Regions from separate parts of the Mus musculus genome. Here all the other regions are linked to region 1. Evidence: chromatin contacts called from public ChIA-PET, Hi-C and HiChIP or PLAC-seq data. All regions are on one chromosome and are shown on one strand. Each heading gives the region's core, a stretch centred on a gene start, on an enhancer-like site or on the middle of the called end of the contact. The rest is flanking DNA. Distances are from core to core; before and after follow the strand shown. Region 1 holds the start of Klf7 (Kruppel-like factor 7 (ubiquitous)). Region 2 overlaps Creb1 (cAMP responsive element binding protein 1). Region 3 overlaps Mdh1b (malate dehydrogenase 1B, NAD (soluble)). Region 4 has its middle 8.1 kb from the start of Gm36148. Region 5 has its middle 52 kb from the start of 4933402D24Rik. Region 6 has its middle 110 kb from the start of Gm36148. Region 7 has its middle 110 kb from the start of Gm35803.

Evidence for each region. Hi-C and Micro-C count contacts between places; a contact is called where the count stands out from the background. ChIA-PET counts read pairs in DNA pulled down with a chosen protein or histone mark. HiChIP or PLAC-seq counts read pairs in DNA pulled down with a chosen protein or histone mark.
Region 2: a contact with region 1 is called in a BATF HiChIP or PLAC-seq map of CD8 T cells, with 7 read pairs. The contact joins the enhancer-like site here to the promoter of Klf7 in region 1. A contact is called at or near these places in 5 of 39 promoter capture datasets (3T3-L1-derived adipocytes, the C10 cell line, HPC-7-derived erythroid cells and 2 more), 2 of 484 Hi-C or Micro-C datasets (Th1 cells and group 2 innate lymphoid cells), 5 of 115 datasets of contacts at active chromatin or transcription factors (CD8 T cells, bone marrow-derived macrophages, embryonic stem cells and 2 more) and 1 of 9 other capture datasets (adipose tissue).
Region 3: a contact with region 1 is called in an H3K4me3 HiChIP or PLAC-seq map of neural progenitor cells, with 4 times the contacts expected there. The contact joins the enhancer-like site here to the promoter of Klf7 in region 1. A contact is called at or near these places in 5 of 39 promoter capture datasets (the 3T3-L1 cell line, 3T3-L1-derived adipocytes, the C10 cell line and 1 more), 1 of 15 datasets of contacts at CTCF or cohesin (the NIH/3T3 cell line) and 6 of 115 datasets of contacts at active chromatin or transcription factors (bone marrow-derived macrophages, embryonic basal ganglia, embryonic forebrain and 3 more).
Region 4: a contact with region 1 is called in an RNA polymerase II ChIA-PET map of memory CD8 T cells, with 40 read pairs. The contact joins the enhancer-like site here to the promoter of Klf7 in region 1. A contact is called at or near these places in 3 of 39 promoter capture datasets (the 3T3-L1 cell line, hematopoietic stem and progenitor cells and liver), 1 of 484 Hi-C or Micro-C datasets (cerebral cortex) and 6 of 115 datasets of contacts at active chromatin or transcription factors (bone marrow-derived macrophages, differentiating embryonic stem cells, effector CD8 T cells and 3 more).
Region 5: a contact with region 1 is called in an H3K27ac HiChIP or PLAC-seq map of stem cell-derived neural progenitor cells. The contact joins the enhancer-like site here to the promoter of Klf7 in region 1. A contact is called at or near these places in 4 of 39 promoter capture datasets (the 3T3-L1 cell line, hippocampal neurons and second pharyngeal arch cranial neural crest) and 11 of 115 datasets of contacts at active chromatin or transcription factors (astrocytes, craniofacial prominence, embryonic basal ganglia and 8 more).
Region 6: a Hi-C map of cerebellar granule neurons shows a contact between it and region 1, with 2.3 times the contacts expected there. The contact joins the enhancer-like site here to the promoter of Klf7 in region 1. A contact is called at or near these places in 6 of 39 promoter capture datasets (HPC-7-derived erythroid cells, embryonic stem cells, frontonasal cranial neural crest and 3 more), 3 of 15 datasets of contacts at CTCF or cohesin (the NIH/3T3 cell line and large pre-B cells), 6 of 484 Hi-C or Micro-C datasets (the 3T3-L1 cell line, the HL-1 cell line, cerebellar granule neurons and 2 more), 28 of 115 datasets of contacts at active chromatin or transcription factors (SST interneurons, acute myeloid leukemia, bone marrow-derived macrophages and 17 more) and 2 of 9 other capture datasets (adipose tissue and embryonic stem cells).
Region 7: a contact with region 1 is called in an H3K4me3 HiChIP or PLAC-seq map of bone marrow-derived macrophages, with 4 times the contacts expected there. The contact joins the enhancer-like site here to the promoter of Klf7 in region 1. A contact is called at or near these places in 1 of 39 promoter capture datasets (liver), 2 of 15 datasets of contacts at CTCF or cohesin (both in the NIH/3T3 cell line), 2 of 484 Hi-C or Micro-C datasets (the N1E-115 cell line and bone marrow-derived macrophages), 19 of 115 datasets of contacts at active chromatin or transcription factors (acute myeloid leukemia, bone marrow-derived macrophages, craniofacial prominence and 11 more) and 1 of 9 other capture datasets (macrophages).

What each region holds. Positions count from the first base shown.
Region 1 is chr1:64,119,956-64,122,759 of GRCm38.p6, reverse strand. It overlaps Klf7 (Kruppel-like factor 7 (ubiquitous)), which reads left to right and starts at 1,371. Exons shown (of 4, transcript NM_033563.2): 1 at 1,371-1,860. The coding sequence starts at 1,759. It overlaps Gm35880 (a long non-coding RNA gene), which reads right to left and starts at 1,193. Exons shown (of 3, transcript XR_373464.4): 1 at 1,089-1,193.
Region 2 is chr1:64,548,841-64,551,644 of GRCm38.p6, reverse strand. Creb1 (cAMP responsive element binding protein 1) reads right to left here. Exons shown (of 9, transcript NM_009952.2): 2 at 675-796. The coding sequence starts at 788. Among named protein-coding and RNA genes, the nearest start is that of Creb1, 17 kb to the right of the region's middle. Within about 2 kb of position 1,449, at least 17 of the 459 cell types and tissues checked have an H3K27ac peak or open chromatin away from gene starts, as enhancers often do. A contact at or near this core is called in CD8 T cells, where this site is marked.
Region 3 is chr1:63,704,511-63,707,314 of GRCm38.p6, reverse strand. The region is part of intron 9 of Mdh1b (malate dehydrogenase 1B, NAD (soluble)); the gene reads left to right. Among named protein-coding and RNA genes, the nearest start is that of Dytn, 19 kb to the right of the region's middle. Within about 2 kb of position 1,349, at least 26 of the 459 cell types and tissues checked have an H3K27ac peak or open chromatin away from gene starts, as enhancers often do. A contact at or near this core is called in neural progenitor cells, where this site is marked.
Region 4 is chr1:64,507,316-64,510,119 of GRCm38.p6, reverse strand. No RefSeq gene overlaps it. Among named protein-coding and RNA genes, the nearest start is that of Gm36148, 8.1 kb to the left of the region's middle. Within about 2 kb of position 1,474, at least 34 of the 459 cell types and tissues checked have an H3K27ac peak or open chromatin away from gene starts, as enhancers often do. A contact at or near this core is called in effector CD8 T cells and memory CD8 T cells, where this site is marked.
Region 5 is chr1:63,819,388-63,822,191 of GRCm38.p6, reverse strand. No RefSeq gene overlaps it. Among named protein-coding and RNA genes, the nearest start is that of 4933402D24Rik, 52 kb to the right of the region's middle. Within about 2 kb of position 1,386, at least 50 of the 459 cell types and tissues checked have an H3K27ac peak or open chromatin away from gene starts, as enhancers often do. A contact at or near this core is called in astrocytes, embryonic basal ganglia, embryonic forebrain and 4 more, where this site is marked.
Region 6 is chr1:64,407,912-64,410,715 of GRCm38.p6, reverse strand. No RefSeq gene overlaps it. Among named protein-coding and RNA genes, the nearest start is that of Gm36148, 110 kb to the left of the region's middle. Within about 2 kb of position 1,340, at least 23 of the 459 cell types and tissues checked have an H3K27ac peak or open chromatin away from gene starts, as enhancers often do. A contact at or near this core is called in cerebellar granule neurons, cerebellum and embryonic basal ganglia, where this site is marked.
Region 7 is chr1:64,389,053-64,391,856 of GRCm38.p6, reverse strand. No RefSeq gene overlaps it. Among named protein-coding and RNA genes, the nearest start is that of Gm35803, 110 kb to the right of the region's middle. Within about 2 kb of position 1,461, at least 3 of the 459 cell types and tissues checked have an H3K27ac peak or open chromatin away from gene starts, as enhancers often do. A contact at or near this core is called in bone marrow-derived macrophages, where this site is marked.

The sequences.
Region 1 (2,804 bases), core at 122-2,621:
TTCTCGTGTCTAAGTACTGAATTCTGTAGTTATTCTAAAGGAGTCCAGCTTTCGGTGTATTTTGGAGAAGGCACACGAGCCATTTAAGGTCAAGCAAACAAATGGGCAACTCTTAACCACGTGCATTGCACAGGTTTCCATTTCTGAGCTTGCAGAATCTTGAGATCTTTAGAGCCCTGCTCCATACCTGCTCCATGAAGTTACTGGATAAACCTCTTGTAAGGATCTGCTAGCTAACTGCTCCCCGCTCCAGCCTGCACCCTAATTCGACCCACGCTCCCCCTATTCTCTTTCATGCACACGCTTAGATGCTGGACACCAGACTCCTGGCCAGGTTTTAGGCTCAGTTCAGAGGAAAAGGAGGGCGGTAGGCGATCGGCGGCGCGCACGGAGGCGCGCGGGCCGGGGCGGGGACAGCGTGCAGCGTCGGGGGCGGGCGCAAGCTAGTCTCCGTGCAGCTCGCCTTTGTTCTCTGCCATTGTGAGGCACTTCCTCTCTGGCACTTCATTTCGGCACCCTGTGGGGAATTCGGAACTGGCTTTTGGGCTTTAGTCTGGGGTACGTGACGCTGTCCTGAGCCTGGGCTCTCCCTTGCTACCCTTCTTCCCCATGCTTGGCGGAAGGCCGAGTGCAAAGAGCTCCTTGCCCCCGACCGCTGCGCCGCCGCTCTACCGGCTGCTCCCGCAGGAGGCATCTTAACCCAGGACCGGGACCGCACCTCCCGATCGGCCACCGCGGCAACCCGTCCCCTCGGATCTGCACTGGGTACGGGCGCCGGCGGCTCGGGCGAGCCCTGCAGCGAGGGTCGGAGGCCAGCGCGCAGCCCGAACCCGGCCGCCTAGGCGTCCCAGGAGCCAGCGCAAGTGTCGCAGCAACACTCCCTGGCGCTCAAGCTCCCCGGCCGCCTGGCGGACTCCTCTACCCCTTTATATAGCCCTCTAAAAATAGCTTGCCTCGTACCGCCTTGTAAGGCAGCAGGGAGATCCGCAGCGCGCCAATCGGCGGCTGCCGTCGGGGCCAGGCCCCGCCCCATGGTCCTCTCCGAGTGCCGCATTGGTCCTCAGTGACTTCATGAGCCCCCTGTTTACCTTACATGGTCACACGCGGCCTAATGGACGCCCTCCTCCGAGATCCCACGGCTGCGCGCAAAACGGGGCGGAGGGAGGGAGTTTGGGGAGGGGGAAGAGCAGGAGGAGGAGACAAGGGGGGGGGACTACAAACTAGCGAGGATGGGGTGGGGGGTGGGGAGGGAAGGGAAGGGGTGGGGGGGGAGAGAAGCGATCGCGAGAAAAAAAATGCAACCTCCCAAAATAAAGAGCAAAGATTGCATTAGGAGCGAACAGCGCTGCAGATATAGATGGCAGCTTCGTGTCAGTGAGTTTGCGTTCCCCTTCCTGATCCACGCGCTGGAGTGATTAGAGCCCTGGAAGGGAATTGTTACTCCCGTGAAGTCCCCTTTTCCTGGCAGTCATCTGCACTGTACACGCTGGATCCCTCTCTCCGATCCACCCCACTCACTCGCTCCTCTCTCACCTCCTCTCTCACCTCCTCTCTCTCCCTCCTCTCTCACCTCCTCTCTCCCTCTCTCCTGCATTGATTTTTTTTCTCTCCTTTTTTTAGTTGACTGAAACAAAACAAAACAAAAGGGCCACTGGATGTCTGCCTTCTTGGGGGGTGAGCCAGACAGACTGACAAACAAACAGACCCAGCTGAGCTCGGGGGAGGGTTTCTCCTCCGGTTTTGCCCGGCAGCAGCAGCATGGACGTGTTGGCTAGTTATAGTATATTCCAGGAGCTACAACTTGTCCACGACACCGGCTACTTCTCAGCTTTGCCATCCCTGGAGGAGACCTGGCAGCAGGTGAATGATTTAAATTACTTGTGTAAATCGTGTGGCGGCGGCGGAGACGCAGGGGCTGCGTTTGGTGTGGGCTTTGAGTTGAAATTTTTTTAATTAATTTTTTCTTTTTATTTATTTATTTATTTTTTGGCTGTGTGTTGTTTAAAATGTTTTGTGAAACAATCATATGCGCTTACCTCTCCACCCACCCCTAGCCCCTTAGTGTGTTGAGCTGAGCCGGTCCTAGCTGCCTGCATTTCTGTCACCAACACACATCCTTGCGCACACGTTGTCGGCTCGCTGTCCCCTAGCAGAGAATTGCTGGCGAACTTCTCGGGTTTGGAGGAGCCGGGTGGGAAGGTGGTCGAGCAATGGTTGACAGGATACCACGTTCCTAGATGCAGGAGTTCTGACCTTAGTACTTAAATCAGCTTTATCCATTTCAACTGGTCCTGAAGACCGTCAAGGGGGGTGGGGGGAAGCACGGAGTGTTTTTCCCAGTAATTTACTGAGTGTCAATAAAGAATAGGAGCTTGATTTTTAGATACAAGGTGAGCTGTACGAAGAGAAGCCAGGTGACAAAAGATGCTTAAGGATATGTACAAGGAAGATGAGAAGATATGTCTCTCTTAGGCTGACAATGTATTGTATGGTTTCTCTAGCTAATGCCTCCAGAGAGAGCAGCCTGTACTGTGTCCTTGCTTTTTGTTTGTTTGTTTGGGGTGCCTCTCAGGTTAGCACCACCTTGGACAAAGGGTGGTGTGTGCTTCCTTGCTTCCCTACTTTGTCTTAGAGGACTAGTTAAGAAAACTCCTAGGATGCTAAAGGGTACCGGTGCCAAGTTCTCTTGGCATCTCCGGGAGGTTGAAGCCTGACTGGGGACAAGTTCACTGGGCTTTGTGAAGTGGAATAAAGAAAGTGCTGGTCAGTGGAAAGTGCTGGGTCTGCTACGGAAACAGTGGTTT
Region 2 (2,804 bases), core at 200-2,699, 430 kb before region 1:
GAGACAGGGTTTCTCTGTGTAGCCCTGGCTGTCCTGGAACTCACTCTGTAGACCAGGCTGGCCTCGAACTCAGAAATCTGCCTGCATCTGCCTCCCAAGTGCTGGAATTAAAGGTGTGTGCCACCACACCTGGCAAGGGCAGGACTCTTAAAACAAAATCCGACTAACGCATTTAAAATGCACAGGAAAGAACGGCTGTTATCACCTTTAGGACTGAGTTCCACACCGACCTTTGACTCTGCATTTTAGTATTAGAATATATAAATTTAGACTTTCAAATCGTCTGCACCTCAAGGTCCCAAAATAAGCTTGTGTGGTATTTAAAACAAAAATAACAAAAACAAACAAACAAACAAACAAACAAAGAAAAACAAGGCAGTTGTCATCATTGCCTTGAGAGGGCCAATTCATTTATTAACAAAAAAGTAATTATTTCTGAATCATGTCACTACACACATTATATTAATGTTTAATGATACATTTTACTAATATGTTAATTTATCATTACTTTCATTTCTAAACATAAGCTAATGCTAATACTGAACAGGAATTCTGATATTTTAAAGAAAATTTCCACTCATTCTATGTATATGTTTATTAAAAATTAAATTCTCTTGGAAACATATTACTCTTAAAAGAGATACAGCTTGGAATCTCTCCATGTATTTTTATACCTGGGCTAATGTGGCAATCTGTGGCTGGGCTTGAACTGTCATTTGTTGATTTTCAGCTTCTGTTACAGCAGCATCTCCACTCTGCTGGTTGTCTGCTCCAGATTCCATGGTCATTTAGTTACCTACAATAATATGGAAGATCGTTACGAGCACTACAGTGCTTTGTACTTGAGTGACTTTAAAGGCAAACTTCAAGTTATGAATAGGCTATGTGGTGGTTAAGTTAGCAAATGCACTTAAAAATCTAGCTAAAACAGAATGCAGCTGATCTTTTACTCAACTTGCTCAAATCTGATTAGCTATAAATCTTAGTAACTTCAAATAACAAAAACAAACAATGAAGAAATACAAAGTCTTCTCTGTGTGTTTCTTCCTAATAGGAAATGAGGAATGGTCCCTGTCTTGATTGGTCCCTTACTAGCCAGGAGGCCAGAGGAGGCAGCAAAGCTGATTTTCCCAAGCTGCACCAGCCAGGTTCAGAAAGAGTGTAGAAAGCAGGAGTGAAGTCAGGCCTGAGGTCTGGCTTCAGATCCCTCTAGGCATTTCTTCCTATCAGAGCAAGAAGAGCAACTGTAAGCTGCTCCCTAGAAGGTAACTGGTAACAGGACAAATCAAGTAGGGCACAGAGGTAAAAAGGAAAATATATGGCCAGAGCCTAATCAGAGACTTCAAACACTGCGAAGGTCATGGTGTCCTACTCCTCACTCATGGCAGAGTACAACACGATACCTATACACACAGAGAGAAGCAAAGCAACTTTTTATGATTGTAAAATTCTGGATAAGTCAATATTGGACTCTTGAACTTTTAAGACCTTGTTTTGCATACCTGTGGAGTTCTCTAACACCTCTCAGCAGCAAGATTCAAGAGAGAAGAACTCCTAGGTGCAGAAGTTAAATGCACATTTTACTAAGCTTTCAGATAACTGGGGAAGCAACCCTTTCTAAATTTTGGGGACAAGAAAAAAGGGAATACCTCTATAGTGTATCCTTCTTATAGCTCAATGCCTACATATTACCAGACAAGATGAACTTACCATGAGTGGTATCTATACTCATCTCTCATAAACCAGAGAAATCTCAATGCTTTACCAAACAACTCTAAAACTAATCAAAACAGACATTCATCCTTATAATCATTATATACTATTAAATGTATCCAATATTTAACATGTCATTATTTATAATACTTTAAATTTAAGATAAAATGCCATTTCAAAAATTAATATAAAAAGTTAGAAATACCAGTATCCATAAAACATAGATGACAAAGAAAAAAGATCAGCAGACTTGTCAGCATGGGTATTAAAACAGTCATCAAGCTCATGAGGCACTGGGAGAAGTAACTGCCAAGACCACCACGAGATCGTGCAAAATGCAACTCTGAGTCAATATGAAACCCTCAACAGGCAGTTTACAAAAAAAAAGTAGTTCAAAGGTATCTGGGATAGAATTTTGGTGTTTTGTTTTCTTTTGTTTTTAAAACCACAAAACTAGAAACACTATTTTTAGGAGGGATATGAAAAGAATTAATGCAGTAAAAAGAAGCCTGTCTACAATGTAATGACATTAAATACAGTGGAATCCCACTTATAATTAAAAAAGAAGTGTGAAGGTGTGGCCACAAAAAGGGTGTGGGGAATTAAACACTAAGCTGGAAGTGGGATCTATAAAAATCTTTTATAGGATGGCAAGTCTCATCATCTGGTACTCTTTTTACATCCTTTAATATCAGCACTGGTTGAAGACTATTTTCCTTCTAGGAAACATAGATTCAAGAGTGTTTGTATAGTTTAAGCAATAATTCAATAATTCACCAATACAAAAACTGTATTTCAACAGTGATTTGGAGATATCCACTGACATTTTCTCAAACCTCACTTTTTAAAAAAAAATTACTGAATTATTTTTTATATGCATTGGTGTTTTGACTGCATGTATAACTGTGTGAGAGTGTCAGATCCCCTGAAACTGGAGTTACAGACAGTTGTAAGCTGCCATGTAGGTGCTGGGAATTGAACCTGGGTCCTCTTAACCACTGAGCTATCTCTCCAGCCCCCTCACTTTTTCTTTTTTAAGTAAAAGTACTTATTTTGGCTGAACTGTTTACTCTGTTTTTATAAATGAAGGA
Region 3 (2,804 bases), core at 100-2,599, 420 kb after region 1:
TGGTGTGTCTGAAGGCAGCTAAAGTGTACTCATATAAATAATAAATAAATCTTAAAAAAAAAAAGAATGACCAGCAAAGCATTTCTGAAGTAAAGAATAGAAATGAAGATGAAGAAGGTTTTGAGGAATCCTGTAAGTGAGCATGTCTACTGAGCAATGAACACATGTCTTTGAGCATAAGACAGAATTGGGCAAAATATGAGGATATAGAGTGATCAGCAATCATTACTTCTTATTAGAAAATGGTAACTCTGGTGACCTTTAGGAAGAGGTCACAGGTGACTAGAGAAAGGACACTTCACCTGTAGTCTCTCATGTATTCAACTTGGTTTCAATAGACATTGCTTATGAATTCAAACATAGAAAGAAATGTGTGGATGTCTGGATAGGTGGGTGTCAATGTTTCCCCACCACTGGAGAGGAAAGGGATGAAGCTACAGGAGAGTAGGTAGATGAGTCCTCAGGACAGAATACAGGGCCAGTCCTAAACTAGGAACATGTTTAGTGTTAAGTCTGGAGGAAGAGACAATGATTGCAGATGGAGGTACCTGTGCAAGCAAAGAAAGTGCAGAACAAAGCAGGAGACAAGGCCAGATCCAGAGATTCAGAGACCACAATGAAGAAGGGCAGAGTTTGAAATAGCTACTTTTTAAAAGGATAAACCATTCAGAAAAGGTACGGGGAGTTCCTTGGAAGTCAGAGATCAAAATTTGTAGGGAGTCCAGTGTGTGGTTGTGGGATTCCCTAAAAACAATGCCCAGCTGCCTGGATGCAGAGGTGGAAGGTGCCCCCAAATATTAGCCTGGGCATCCATCCCAAATATTAGTGTGTACCTCCATTCCATTCTGTGAGAATGACAACACTCAATGCTGTGCTCCAAAACTTATTCTGAGGTTTCTCATGCTGCCTTTATTTGGAATAACGAATTGTCTCTGAAAAGTTTTCTTCTTTTTCTCGATATTCTACTCCTTTGCTTACTTAGGCTTTAAATAGTTGCTGAGGTGATTTTTCCCATCAGCACGGAATGTGGGATGGAGAATGAGCTCAGTCTTGTTGTTCACTTGGCATTTGAGGAGGAAGAGGGCTAAGGCAAGGAGGTGAAGATAACTGAGAGAAACATTGACTCTGGCGGGTTTATACCACATAAGGAAGAAAAGGCTAACTAGGAATCAAAGTCCAACCAGAGGTGATTTTTAAAAGATCTAAGACCCGATCGCTGCCGTTTCTAACCATCTAAGACAGTTGCTGTCTTTCAGAATGAACTAATAAAAAGAAACTGGCGGAAGGCTCTTGGTTCAGACCAAGGAGGATTTAGTGGAGGTGTGGGCAGAGTGTGAGGCTGGGGAATTCAGAGCTTGGCTGATGACCAAATCCCTAGGATGGAGCCAAAACAAACACAGCCCAGGGCAGAGTGGAGGTGGCGGGGGGGGGGGGGCTCTATAAGTCCAAGGGGCATCTGGTTTTAACTGGAGCTCTTTTATTTTTAAAATTTACAGCTCCTCTGGGTGGCTACCTTCTTTTGGCAGACTAGAGCTATAATTTTCTTTCTTTAGAAAGGGCTACAAAACTGTATATGACTCACTGACTGGTAGCTGGTCCTAAATTTTCCAACTATTCTTGATTATAGAGTGTCTTGTAAAAGAATGTGGTGTAGAATAGGCTGAATTTTTATTAACAGAGATCTAGATTACTTTGCTACCTTTGGACCTTTTATCGCTTACAAAAAACTAAACCCACTGCCCCAGATATTCCAAAACTCAGAAACTTAAAAATAATGAGAGACTGAATCTCTGAGCTTGGAGATCTCTGTTTTTAACTCACTGTTGAGAAGATACATGTAGGAGGGTATGACATTTCATCAATTAACTTAATACTGTTCTGGAATTTAGACAATACACTGAGTTTTAAAACATCAAAAGGCCTCTGGCCCCTCCATAGATGACAACCAGGAAGAGCCCAAGGCCATGAATGCTTGCAGACTGAGGTGGGAGGAGAAAAAAAAATGTTCCTTTTAATCTAAGAATGTGCACCAAGTTTCAAAGAAAGAAAGTTTTATTATTTTATTTATTTACATGTCAAATGTTGTCCCCTTCCCAGTCTCCCCTCTGCAACCCCCCATCCCATCTCCCTCCCCTTTGCCTCTAAGAGGGTGGTCCCCCCACTCACCCACTCCCACCTCACCCCTCTAACATCCCCCGTTCACTGCGGCAACAAGCCTCCACAGGACTAAGCACCTCCCCTCCCATTGATGCCAGATAAGGCAGTCCTCTGTCACATATGTATTGGGAGCCATGGACCCAGCCATGTATACTCTTTGGTTGGTGGTTTAGTCCCTGGGAGCTCTGAGGGTTCTGATTAGTTGGTGATATTGTTCTTCCTGTGGAATTGAAATCCCCTTCAGCTCCTTCAGTCTTTCCCTAACTCTTCCTTTTGGTTCCCCAGGCTCAGTCAAATGGTTGGCTGTGAGTGTCTGCATCTGTCTTAATCAGGTGCTGGCAAAACCTCTCAGAGTACAGCCATACTAGGCTTGACTCAAGACTAGCCAGCACAAAGGTTCTAGTCACACACACTGTGCCAGAAAAGGACCTAAGAGCCTATGATACATCAAGACTGACAATTAATTAAGCAGCTTAAGAAAATGGTTTTGTAGGTCAAAATGAAGGAAACATGATTGGCAATCTAAATACTCAGAGGGAGAGGAAAGATCAGTTAACATGAAAGAGAAAAGCCTCAACATGTCTTGAAAGTTGCTTGGGAACTGAGATAGCTGAAGAGCAATAAATAGGCATGTCTGTGTTCAGGAA
Region 4 (2,804 bases), core at 225-2,724, 390 kb before region 1:
ATAGGCAAATCATTTTAAGCAGTTTTGGAAGTTTTTCATGTTCAGAGTCTAATTCTTTTAAATCACTTTTAGCTGCAGAGACTTTGGTTTCTGTCCTTTTTTTTTTTTTTTCCTTGTTGCAATGTTGCTGTTACATCAGGAGTGTTGGAAAGAAGCAATGAACATATCTGAAATGTGCCCCTCTGCTGAACTCAGTTTCTTTCAGTTCACAGACACCCACTCTCCTTGTGCTTGCTCTATCTTACCAGAAAGTGCCAATGGAAGGTTGCCAGGCAACCACATTTGTATTCTTTGCTCGTGTCTTGCTATTTGCATTCTTTAAACATTTTTGAAATTTTAATATAATTACACCATTTTCCCCTTCCCTTTGTGCTCTCCAAGTCCTCCATCTATGTAGCCCTATCTTGCTTACCTTTAAATCCATGGCTTCTTTTTCTTTAATTGATGTTACCTGTGTCTGTGTATATGTACATATATACATATATATGTATGTATGTGTATATGTACATATATACATATATATGTATGTGTATATGTTTATATATATGTGTGTGTATGACCATATATATATATATATATACACACACATATATATATGCCTTATATATATGTACATATATACCATACACACACACACACATATACACATACACACATATAAGGTATATATGTATGTATATATAAGGTATAGGTTATATATATGTTTATACACACACACATATATATAAATATCCTGCTCAGTCTGTATAAATGTTATATTTATGTATATATCTTCGGAGCTGACCTCTCTTTGCATTCTTTTGCCATTATCTTCTGTCCTCATGATAACTCCAGTGTGTAGCCTCTCAGAAAGAAGTCTCTGGCATCATTCTTGGCTCTTCTCTATCACTTACACCCCGTACCCAACCCAGCAAGGTCCAAAAATCCAGAATCTGCCTTCCGTTGTTCATACTATTTTGGCCGGCGGCAGCAGCAGTATCTCTCACCTATAATTACCCCTTAACAGGTTTTTCTCCTTTTGGCTTGGCCACACAGCAATTCTATTCTCAACACAGTGACCGGAATAAATTTCAGAACAGTTAGACCATGGCTCTCCTCTACTTATGCTCCCACTGCCTGCTTCAGGCAGAATAAACGGCAGTCTTGGTCAAGTCCTATAAGGCTCCCGCCTTGCCTCTCCTCCTTCTGCGTTCTCAGACCCTTTGCTCCACACCTCCTGGCCTCTTGGACGTTTCTCAATCATGCAGTGTGTATTTCCGCTAGAGAGTCTTCACTCCAGTTCTTCCTTCTCCCAGCACCTGTAGAATTAACTTCTTCCTAATTTGCTTCCTGTCAGTATGAACAACATCATGGATGACACCAACTTGGGGAGGAAAGGGTTTATTTCCATTTATAGGTTACAGTCATTTAACAAAGGAAGCCAGGGCAAGAACTCAATGCAGGAGCTCTGTGGTTGAAGCAGAAACCGCAGAGGACTCTTCTGACTGAAGCTGTCAATCTCTTGTTCAGCTCCTTCTCTTATATAGCCCAGGTTCACCTGCCTAGGGACAGTGTACTGGCCTCTCCAATAGTAAGTAGTTAAGTAAATACCTTACAGACACAGGCCCAACTGATCTAGGCAATTCTTCAGTTGTGAATCCTAGGAGACTCTAGGTCTCTGTCAAGTTGACAGCTGAAGCTAACTATGATATTGCAGCCTTTGTCAATTTTGACATGCAAACACATAACTTTATAACCTTTCTTTTCTTTTTTGACTACAAGATCTCATATTAATAACACAATATAAAACATAGTCCAGTTTTAAAAGCCCCATAGTCCTTAAAAAGTTCAACACCTTAAAAGCTCAAGGTCTCTAAAAATTCAAAGTCTCGGGCTGGAGAGTTGGCTCAGCAGTTTAAGAGCACTGACTGCTTTTCCAGACATCCTAGTTCAAATCCCAGCAACCGCATGGTGACTCACAACCATCTGTAATGTAATCCAATGCCCTCTTCTGGTGTGTCTGAAGATAGCTACAGCGTACTCATATACATAAAGTAAATAAGTCTTTAAAAAAAATTCAACTCTCAACTAGGTTCCTATAAAATCCAAAATAAGTTACATACATCCTGCAGAAAGGAAGGTTTATTTTTGCTTACAGGTTACAGTCTATGATCAAGGGAACCCAAGAGAGAAACTCAAGGGCAGGGTTTTGAGAGGAGAATCCACGAGGAATGCTGCTTACTGGCTTGCCACCCTTGCTATCTTGTTCAACTATCTTGCTCATATAGCCCATGCCCACCTGCCTAGAGATGGCACACCACAATGGGATGGACCTCCTATATTAGTCAGCAATTAAGAAACTGTCTCATAGACCACATGACCACAGGTCGACCTGATCTAGTCAATTCCTAAGTTGAGGTTCTCTCTTCTTGGGTTACTCTGTTTATGTCAAGTTGACAGCCTAAGGTAACTATGACAACTCCCCCACTTTCTTCTAAAATTTGCTTCAATTTCCAGTCTTACCTGAGACACACTGTACTAATCAGGGTTCTCCAGAGTTACAGAACGTATGGAATGTCTCTATATATTAAAGGAAATTATTAGACTGACTTACAGTCTGCAGTCCAACTAACCCAACAATGGGCAACTGAATGGGAAGTCCAAGAATCCAGTACTTACTCAGTCCCACGAGGGTAGGTGTTTCTACTGGTCTTCTGTCTAAACTGGAATCCTGAAGAAGTAGGTCCCAACAGATGTGCTGGCAAGTAAGTGCAAGCAGGTGAAGAAGAAGGCCTTCCTTTTCCCGTTGTCCTTATGTGGGCCTC
Region 5 (2,804 bases), core at 137-2,636, 300 kb after region 1:
ATCACACCATCCAATGACCAAACTCCACCAGGCTGGAGGTCCTCATCTCTGCCTCGGTCACTGCTTCTCTTGACCAGTGTGTTCAGGGTAGTGTTCGGGTTTCATGCTTGCTAATACATTCTTCTCACTTCTGACTCTAATTCATAACTCTTCTCTCATGACTTCTGAAGGATTGGGACAATTTTCTCTGCAGCAACTTCCAGTAGTGCTATCATCTGCTATTGTGGCTATGACAAATGATAAAGCTTACTATGAGTAATTTCTTAGCCATCGTTAACCTTGCTTGGCAGAGCAGGGCCACTAAGTGCTGGCCAGCCTGCCTTCTGTCCATCCTGGTCCTCAGCTGGGTTGGGTCAGTGAATGAGTGACACAGAACATGGAATTATACTTCACAAGAAATGTCTCAGCTGCTATCTAGGCAGGCACTGTGAGCTTGGAAAATTTCCTTCCAAGTTGGGAATTAAAGGAGACACCTTACAGTTGATGGCCCTCTGTATCTCTTAATTCCACAGTCACAGATTCAACCAACTGCAGCTTGAAAATATTTCTCAAAGTGCATCTGTACTGAATATTTAGAGGCCATTCTTGTCATTGTTCCCTAAACCGTACATTCTGTTTAAGTAGGTTTATGTTGTACCCAGCATTATGAGTAACCTGGACATGAGAGGATGCCGCTGGCTATATGGAAACAGCAGGCTACTTCATATAAGGGGCTTGATTTGTTATCTGTGGGGGTCCTGTAGCCAATGCCTACTGGACACCTAAGGATAATTCATTTGTTTGATAGATGACAACGTGCTTTAAATAGAACACTTGAGGGTACTCCCAGAAGACAGCAAAAGGACAGAATGCCTCTTACTGTGACATCCCTGTTCCCTCCACATTGTGTCCCTCCCCTGCACAAAGCCCCACAGAGTTCATCCTCACCCCTTCCCTGCAGCCCTGCGCTGAGCCCAGACTGTAACCTGCTCTCCCTAGTACAAAAATGAGAGAGAGAGAGAGAGAGAGAGAGATGCCTGATCAGACCCTTACTCTTCTTTGGTATCAACTTAAATGCTTTCCTGCTCACCAGCCCTAGTTGAGCCATTCCAACCCCCACCCCACCACCAGTCACTCAAATAAGCTCTGCAGCTGTTTCCTCGGTACAGAAGATTGGCACCTGCTGTTTGTAATACCCACAACTCTCCTCACTAAGCTTCCAGGAGCTGAATGTTGTTCCAACCTGAATATCAGCACCCCAAGAGATTCTTCCTACTGGTGAATCAAAACACCCAGAGGCAACCCTGGAACGCACTGAACTTGGAAGAACTATTGGCTAAGTGAGCATATGAGAGTCACCGTAAAAGCTGGGGAAAGTCTGAGACAGGCACCACTACAAATGTATTCAGATCAGAGCTCCTGTGCACACAGCTGCTTCTATCTGTGTGCTATGTGCTGTGAACAAAATGGAGTAAAACAAGCTGATAGTTAATGTGGCCTTAGCCCTGGGGTTCACAAGAACTCACACTTTTTATTTAACAGAGCTGGGGGTGAGGGGTGGGGGCAGGGGGAGGAGAGGCAAGAGCCAAGTACAAGTGAGACGAGGCCTGTGTTCCAGAATCTACCTTCAGCTGCCACAATGACTGAGAGGCTCCTGAGAGATAGGGGAGTCAGAGCCAGGAATGAGCTATGGCTGTTGGAGAAACAGATCAGATCCAGGAATGGGTAAAAGAGGTAACTTTTAGGATTAAGTGGGGCCAGATTACACTTGCCCAAGTCAATATATGGATTTCATTTCCCTTGCTACAGGATGTGCCCAGGTGTTTCAAACAGCCAGGGGATCTGAGGGTCTCTCAGTCTTCAAAGAGTGTTCTGGGTGCTATATGGGGAATGGAGAACAGAAGGATGTCTGTAATCGAAAATAATGCCTATATGCTTATAGGGCTAGGCTGTTCCCAGGAAGAGTTTAAATGCTTCACAGGCTTCAATTCACCAAATCCTTCAATAGTCCACAACACGGCTACCAGCCCCACCTTCTCTGCGAGTGAGACAATGGAGACACGGAGAGTTCAGGAGCTTTTCAGAGGTCACACAGTTGGTAGGCAAGCTGAGCTGGTTCTCCAACCGAGGCAGTGTGAATTCAGAGTCTGGGCTCATAACAAGCAGGGTAAAATAGGCACAGTTATTCCTGCCTTCCCGACTGACAAAGGACTGCTTTGAGCTTAAAATAGCACACGCTAGTAAAGTGCTGTGAATATTAAGAAGGGTACTGTGTGAATTTAACAATGCCATTATATCGTATAAATATAACTCATTAGACAAAGTATAATGAATTGGCTCCTAATCTTCTGTATATTATGGTTAAAAGAAGCACTAATATTTGCAGCAAGAAAAACAATTAGCACATTCATTAAGTCGAGTCCTGCTTACACTTTGCTCATTAACTCTAATCATCTATGAAATACTTGAACTAAGCTAACACGTCAGCCCCAGAGCCATTAGTGCCTGTCAGCAGATAGGAGGTTTTAACTTTTAGAGAATGTTTTCATTTTACGGACTAACAAAGAGCCCAGCTCAGCCATCATCTTCCCTTAATGATATATGTGATCACGATATTGAATAGAATTTAAGCTCACAAATTGTTCTCTGTAACAGCACCATAAGCTGGGCCCTAATTAGTGGTCACATTTATTTCCCTGTACTTCACTAAATATGATAATCCCTGTTTGTCCTGTCATCAGCAATATACAGTCTAAAATAGAGCATAGGAATATTTCTCATGTGTAGCATTTATGTATTAAGTCAATGTGGACAACTCTACTCAA
Region 6 (2,804 bases), core at 91-2,590, 290 kb before region 1:
TGGAAGCATCATATTTTGGAGGCGACAAGAAATCCTCATAATGGAATTGGGAAATGGGATAAGGAAGAAGAGGAGGCTAACAAAGATTACATTACCCAGATGTTCTTATTCATTCTTCCTAGACTCTCTGGGAGAGAGGGTAAGACACAAGTCAGGGGCTGGAGAGGTGGCTCAGTGTTTAAGAGCACTTACTGTACCTCTAGAGGCCCTGTGTTCAATTTTTAGCACCCATATGGTAGCTCACATTATCTGTAACTCCAGTTCTAGGGGATCATGTATGGCACCAGGCATATACATGGTACACATAAATGTGCATGCAGGCAAAATACCCATGCCCATAAAATAAAATAAATAAGTCTTTAAAAGTCCAAAACAAAACCCATACATAGCTCAGGCTTATTCCAACTCAGAGGTGAGAAAGAAGAAATGTTTGTTTGTTTTTTTCTTTTGTGAGACAGAGTCTTTGTACATTTCTGAGGCTAACCTAAGACTCAAGTAGTACAGGCTCACCTTGAAGATCCTCTTGCTTCAGTGTCCTGAGTGCTGCAATTATAGGTATGTATCACCACACCTGGCTGGAGCTGGGCTATTTGGTTGCACAATCCCTCTGCCTGCTGCAGAACATCCATCCATCCATCCGAAGTGGGCTCTCGTAGTCAGAGAAGCAGCAGAGCCAAGAACCATAGGTATTCACAGTTAGCATGCTTTCTTGCTTAAGGAGGAGTGGGAGGGGAGGGGACACTGCCCTAACCTGTTACAGTGGGAGAGTGGGAGGTGGAGTAGCCAGCCGGTCAGATGTGCAAAGAAGCCATCTTTCAGGGTTTCCCTCTTAGTGTGTTAATAAAGAGTATCTCCAGGCAAGAGAAAACAGTGGGAAGCCAGCAAGTGGGAACTTTAGAACAGCCAGTTTTTCTATAAATTCTGCAAGTTAACTGGTAGCTACCCTTGGTGTGGTTTGAGAATTTTTTTTTTTTTAATTTTTATCTTTTGCAAGAGCAGAGGTACCTGATCGACAGATAGCCTCAAAGAAATCTGATTGCACAATACACTTTGAAATTATCTGTTGTGGACTCTTTCTTTTCTCTTTCTCTCTTTTTTTTTTTTTTTTCTTCACAAACCCAAGAATCCTTTAGCTAATTCTTTTCCCAGTGAAGGAGCCAATCAATGTTCTTTCAGGGGAGAAAATTACTAGAGAGCCTAGTATGTGTTTTGATGCCCTAATGAGGCACTATGAATTATCCAACCCAAACCAATTAAGTCTCAGCCCAGCTAGAAGGCTACAGAGGAGATGAGGAGACAGCATGCATTTAGGGCAGAATTAACGGCTTCCATAGCCTGGAAACAGGCTTGGGGGGAAGCCAGACCTTGGAGGAGCTCTGCTGTCCTGAGAGTTGGCAGCCAAAATGTGTTCTAGCCCAACATGAATGCTGACACATTTGCTTCTTTGGCCTTAAATTTTTTAAAATGTCTGTAAAACATAAAATATGTTTTGAACATTACATAAGACTATTAAGAGAGAGCAGATCTTGAGAACATGGTATGTCAGAGACAATAAAATAAGTGAAATGAACTGCTACTGACTGGAGACTTGACCTTGGGCCAGTTGCTCAGTCCTTTCATGTCAATCAAATAGGAAATTATAGCTCAATAATGTGGTTTTGGATTGCAGCTCAATAAGCAAGCTCTAATCTCTTGGTTATGCCTTACTGTACCACGGGAAACCAAGCGCTTATTTTCATTTTAATGGGATCTCTTCCAGTGGGCTGTGACTTTCTGAGGCATGCAGCACAATGCTTGGCTTGGTGTAGGAACTCAGGAACATTGAATAGATTGTAGAGCGAATAGTTATTCATATACTATAAGCCCAGAGGTAGCTGAATATGTGCACTATCAGCCCAAAGAACTGCCTAAATGCAATGGATTCTATTGACTTTTTATACAGTACGTGTATGATATGAAAATATATAAAAAGGGCAGGGGAGTTGGCTCAGTCAGTAAACTGTTTGCTGTGCAAGCTGGAGGGCCTTTTTGGATGTCAGAATTCAAGGTAAGAAAGGCCAGGTACATGGGTGTACAGCTCGAATCCCAAAGTGGGAGGGAGGCACAGTCCCTGAGGCTTGCTGGCCAGCCAGACTAGAAGAATCAGCAAGCTCCATTGTCTCGAAATATAAAGCAGAGTGACTACTGATGTTGACCATGTTCATATACACAAAACTACATAAAGTGATTGGTGCAGATTATGGAGAAAGGACAGCAGATTTGAACTGGTGAGGCTTGTGTGTGATGAGAACCACAACACAGGCTCTGGAGTCAGGTAGTACAAGGCTGGAGTCTTGGCTCTGCTCTCTCGTTAGGGAGCTTTATGTACTTGGCTGTAAGTTACTTCCCTTTCCTGGTCTTCAGCTGCTTCTTTTGGATTTTGTAATTTTCAGCAAAGACCATATAACCTAGAAACCTCCAAGAAGCTTTGAGAAACTGTGTGAGTGTAGCAGCACTCAGCCAAAGCTGGCCACTGGCATCCAAAAGTCTAGAGTGACGTGCAAAAGTTCTCTATCAAGTTCTCTTTAGGTCTCTTATGCCAGCTTTTGATGAATATCCAAGCAACATTTTATTTCACATACCCCTTTCCTGCCTTTATGATCCACCCCTCTATGTCCTGGCTCCATTTGCAATATACAAGGTTTTTTTTTGTTGTTTGTTTGTTTGTTTTTGTTTTGTTTTGTTTTCGAGACAGGGTTTCTCTGTGTAGCCCTGGCTGTCCTGGGACTCACTCTGTAGACCAGGCTGGCCTCGAACTCAGAAAT
Region 7 (2,804 bases), core at 212-2,711, 270 kb before region 1:
AAAGGGAAAAATAATAAATTGGTCATTAAACCAAAAAAAGATGCACAAGACACAAGAGAGAGGAGCAAAGCTGCGCATGTTCCGCGTGGGGCTGAGGTGCAGATGTAAGTATAAAATGCTCCACAAGAGATGTAATTGAGAAAATCTATCAAATGTCCTGACAGCTGCTCCGGCATTTCCAGAAGCGATAAAACTGGAATTTATTTCACTCCTAGAAAAAGGGGCAGTATCACCTTCTGGCGGCTTTAATGAAATGCCATAAAATTCGAGGAAAAACTGTGTTGTTAAGTCATAAAAAGGCAGTCGGAAGTGGATTGCTAGAGATGCTGCAGGAGGGGTTGGTGTATCTGAAAAGTGACCATTGGGGACTGGGGCCTTTTATGGAGGTCACTAGCGATGCCTGTGGGTTTCTGATCCTGTGGTGCCTCTTGTTCATCTACTCACCTGTATAGTGTGGCACATGACTTCCTGGATCCCTGACTCTTCACAAGCCATACCCAGATCTAGGAGCCCCCAGCACCCCTTATTATGTGTGTGAATGTGTGAAACTGCATACACATTGACAGATACTTAGTCTTGGATGTTTTGCAAAATGCAAGTGTCAGCAATTGCACTCATTGATTTTCCAGTTGATTTCTGTTTGTTGGTGGTTTTTGTTGTGGCTGTTGATTTTTGAGATTGTGATTTAATTACAATGTTTATTCCTTCCCTTATGCCTCTAAGTCCTCCCATATACCCCTCTCCAGTCTCCTTCAAGTTCATAGCCTCTTTTTTCATTGTTGTTGGATATTTGTACATATATGCACATACATTCCTAGATATAACCTGTTGATTCCATATAATAATGTTTGTATATATGTTTTAGGGCAGATCATTTGGCATTGGATAACCACTTGGTGTGTTCTTCCATGGGAAGGACCATCTCTCTTGCTCCACAGATTTACTCAGTAGCCTGTGGTTCTCTGTGTAGGGTTGAGTCCTTGAGGGCTTTTCTCCATTCATTTTGGCCTGCTTTTCAGTGCATCTTTGGTTTAGCTCATGTTCGGGCAGTCACATTGGTGAGATTTTATGGGTGTAGGTGGTAGGGAATTCAGTCTCACCATTTCCTGAGCCTCTGGCTCTTACACCCCCTTACCACTTCTGCAATGTTCCCCGAGTCTTCAGAGCATTTTGTAGACTTTGGAGGAGCTCTTCTGCAATTTCTAGGAGTGGCCTGCATTTCCTTCTCTCCCAGGGAGAATTAATATGGTAAATAGGGATAGAATAGCCAACAGCTCACTATTCCTACCTTTAGGCCTGTGGGAAGCTCCTCTGGCTATGGGTTCTAGGGGCAGTAGCTGGAGCAGTCACACCCAATACAATCTTCTTCTACATTACATTCTGATTTCTTAGAGTCTGCCACCCTCTTAACCTCCACCCAGTTCCTTCTGGCCTTGGTTCTGCTTTTTGATACTTTTTGATGTGTCGTCGGCTCTTCCCTTGATGATGAGCACCCATGAGCACCACAACCATGTTGTAGTTTGAATCTTATCTTCTAGAGGCTGGGTCTCAAGACATTAGTCCCTAGTTCACAGGTGTTATTTTTGAGAGGTTGTAGAAACATGGGAACTGGGGTATAGCTGAAGGAAGTAGGTAACTAGGGCAGGTTCTTGGGGTATATAATCCTGTTATTCGTCGCGTTCTCACGACCGGCCAGGAAGAACACAACAACCAGAATCTTCTACGGCAAAGCTTTATTGCTTACATCTTTTTGGGGCCAGAGTGTAAGAAGCAAGAGAGAGAGAAAAACGAAACCCCTTCTATTTAAAAGAGAACAACAATTGCCTAGGACGCATCACTCCCTGATTGGCTGCAGCCCATGGCCGAGCTGACGTTCACGGGAAAAACAGAGTACAAGTAGTCGTAAATACCCTTGGCTCATGCGCAAATTATTTGTTTACCAACTTAGAACACAGGATGTCAGCGCCATCTTGTGACGGCGAATGTGGGGGCGGCTTCCCACAGTTCCCCCTTTTTCTTTTAATAAGAGCAAATAGGCCACCCATATTAATGAGAGTGGAGATAGAGGTCAAATCCCCAGTGTGTAGGTAAAGGAGCCATGTACAGGATTAGCTCTTAGGCTTACAGGCTTTTACCCAGAGCAACCCTGACCTGCTCCCGTGTCGTTTTGCCTGGGGGAAGGGAACTAGGACACTGAACCTTCATGAAAGATGACATGTCTCCCTAGAATAGGCTCATATATGCCGCAGAGCCTTTCCATTGCAGTGCTTAGCCTTGCAACTCTCTCGGGCTGCTGAAGCACACTCACTCTATCTCGTGCAATGAGACTAGCCTCGTGAGATATAAGAGCTGAGTGGCCAGCGACCTATTGCCTAAGCATAGATATATCAGGGGAAGCTCCATGTTCTAGTCCTGCAAGCGCCTGGGCAATAACCACCTTGTCTCTCTTAGTTTAGGCCTTAAGCTTACAGACCAATCAAAGAAGCAACACTAATCCACAGCAAAGTGTATCTCCAAATAATATTAATCCCACCCATTTTTTTAAAGAAAGAAAATGCTGAGGAGATCCAATTGGGTAATCCTTTGGTCAGCGACAGGTCCAAGCGCGTGGAGTTGACCTGAAGTCTCAATTCCCGAAGGATCTGTTTAAATTCAGCCATCCAATTCTGTAACATATACTGAAAAAGACTTTTTGACAAATTAGCTGCCCTAGTAAATTTAACATACTGAATGGAAATAACACACAATCCCGGAAACTTTTGTTCACATCCCTGCTGAGTTATTTGTCATAATACATCTAGTTG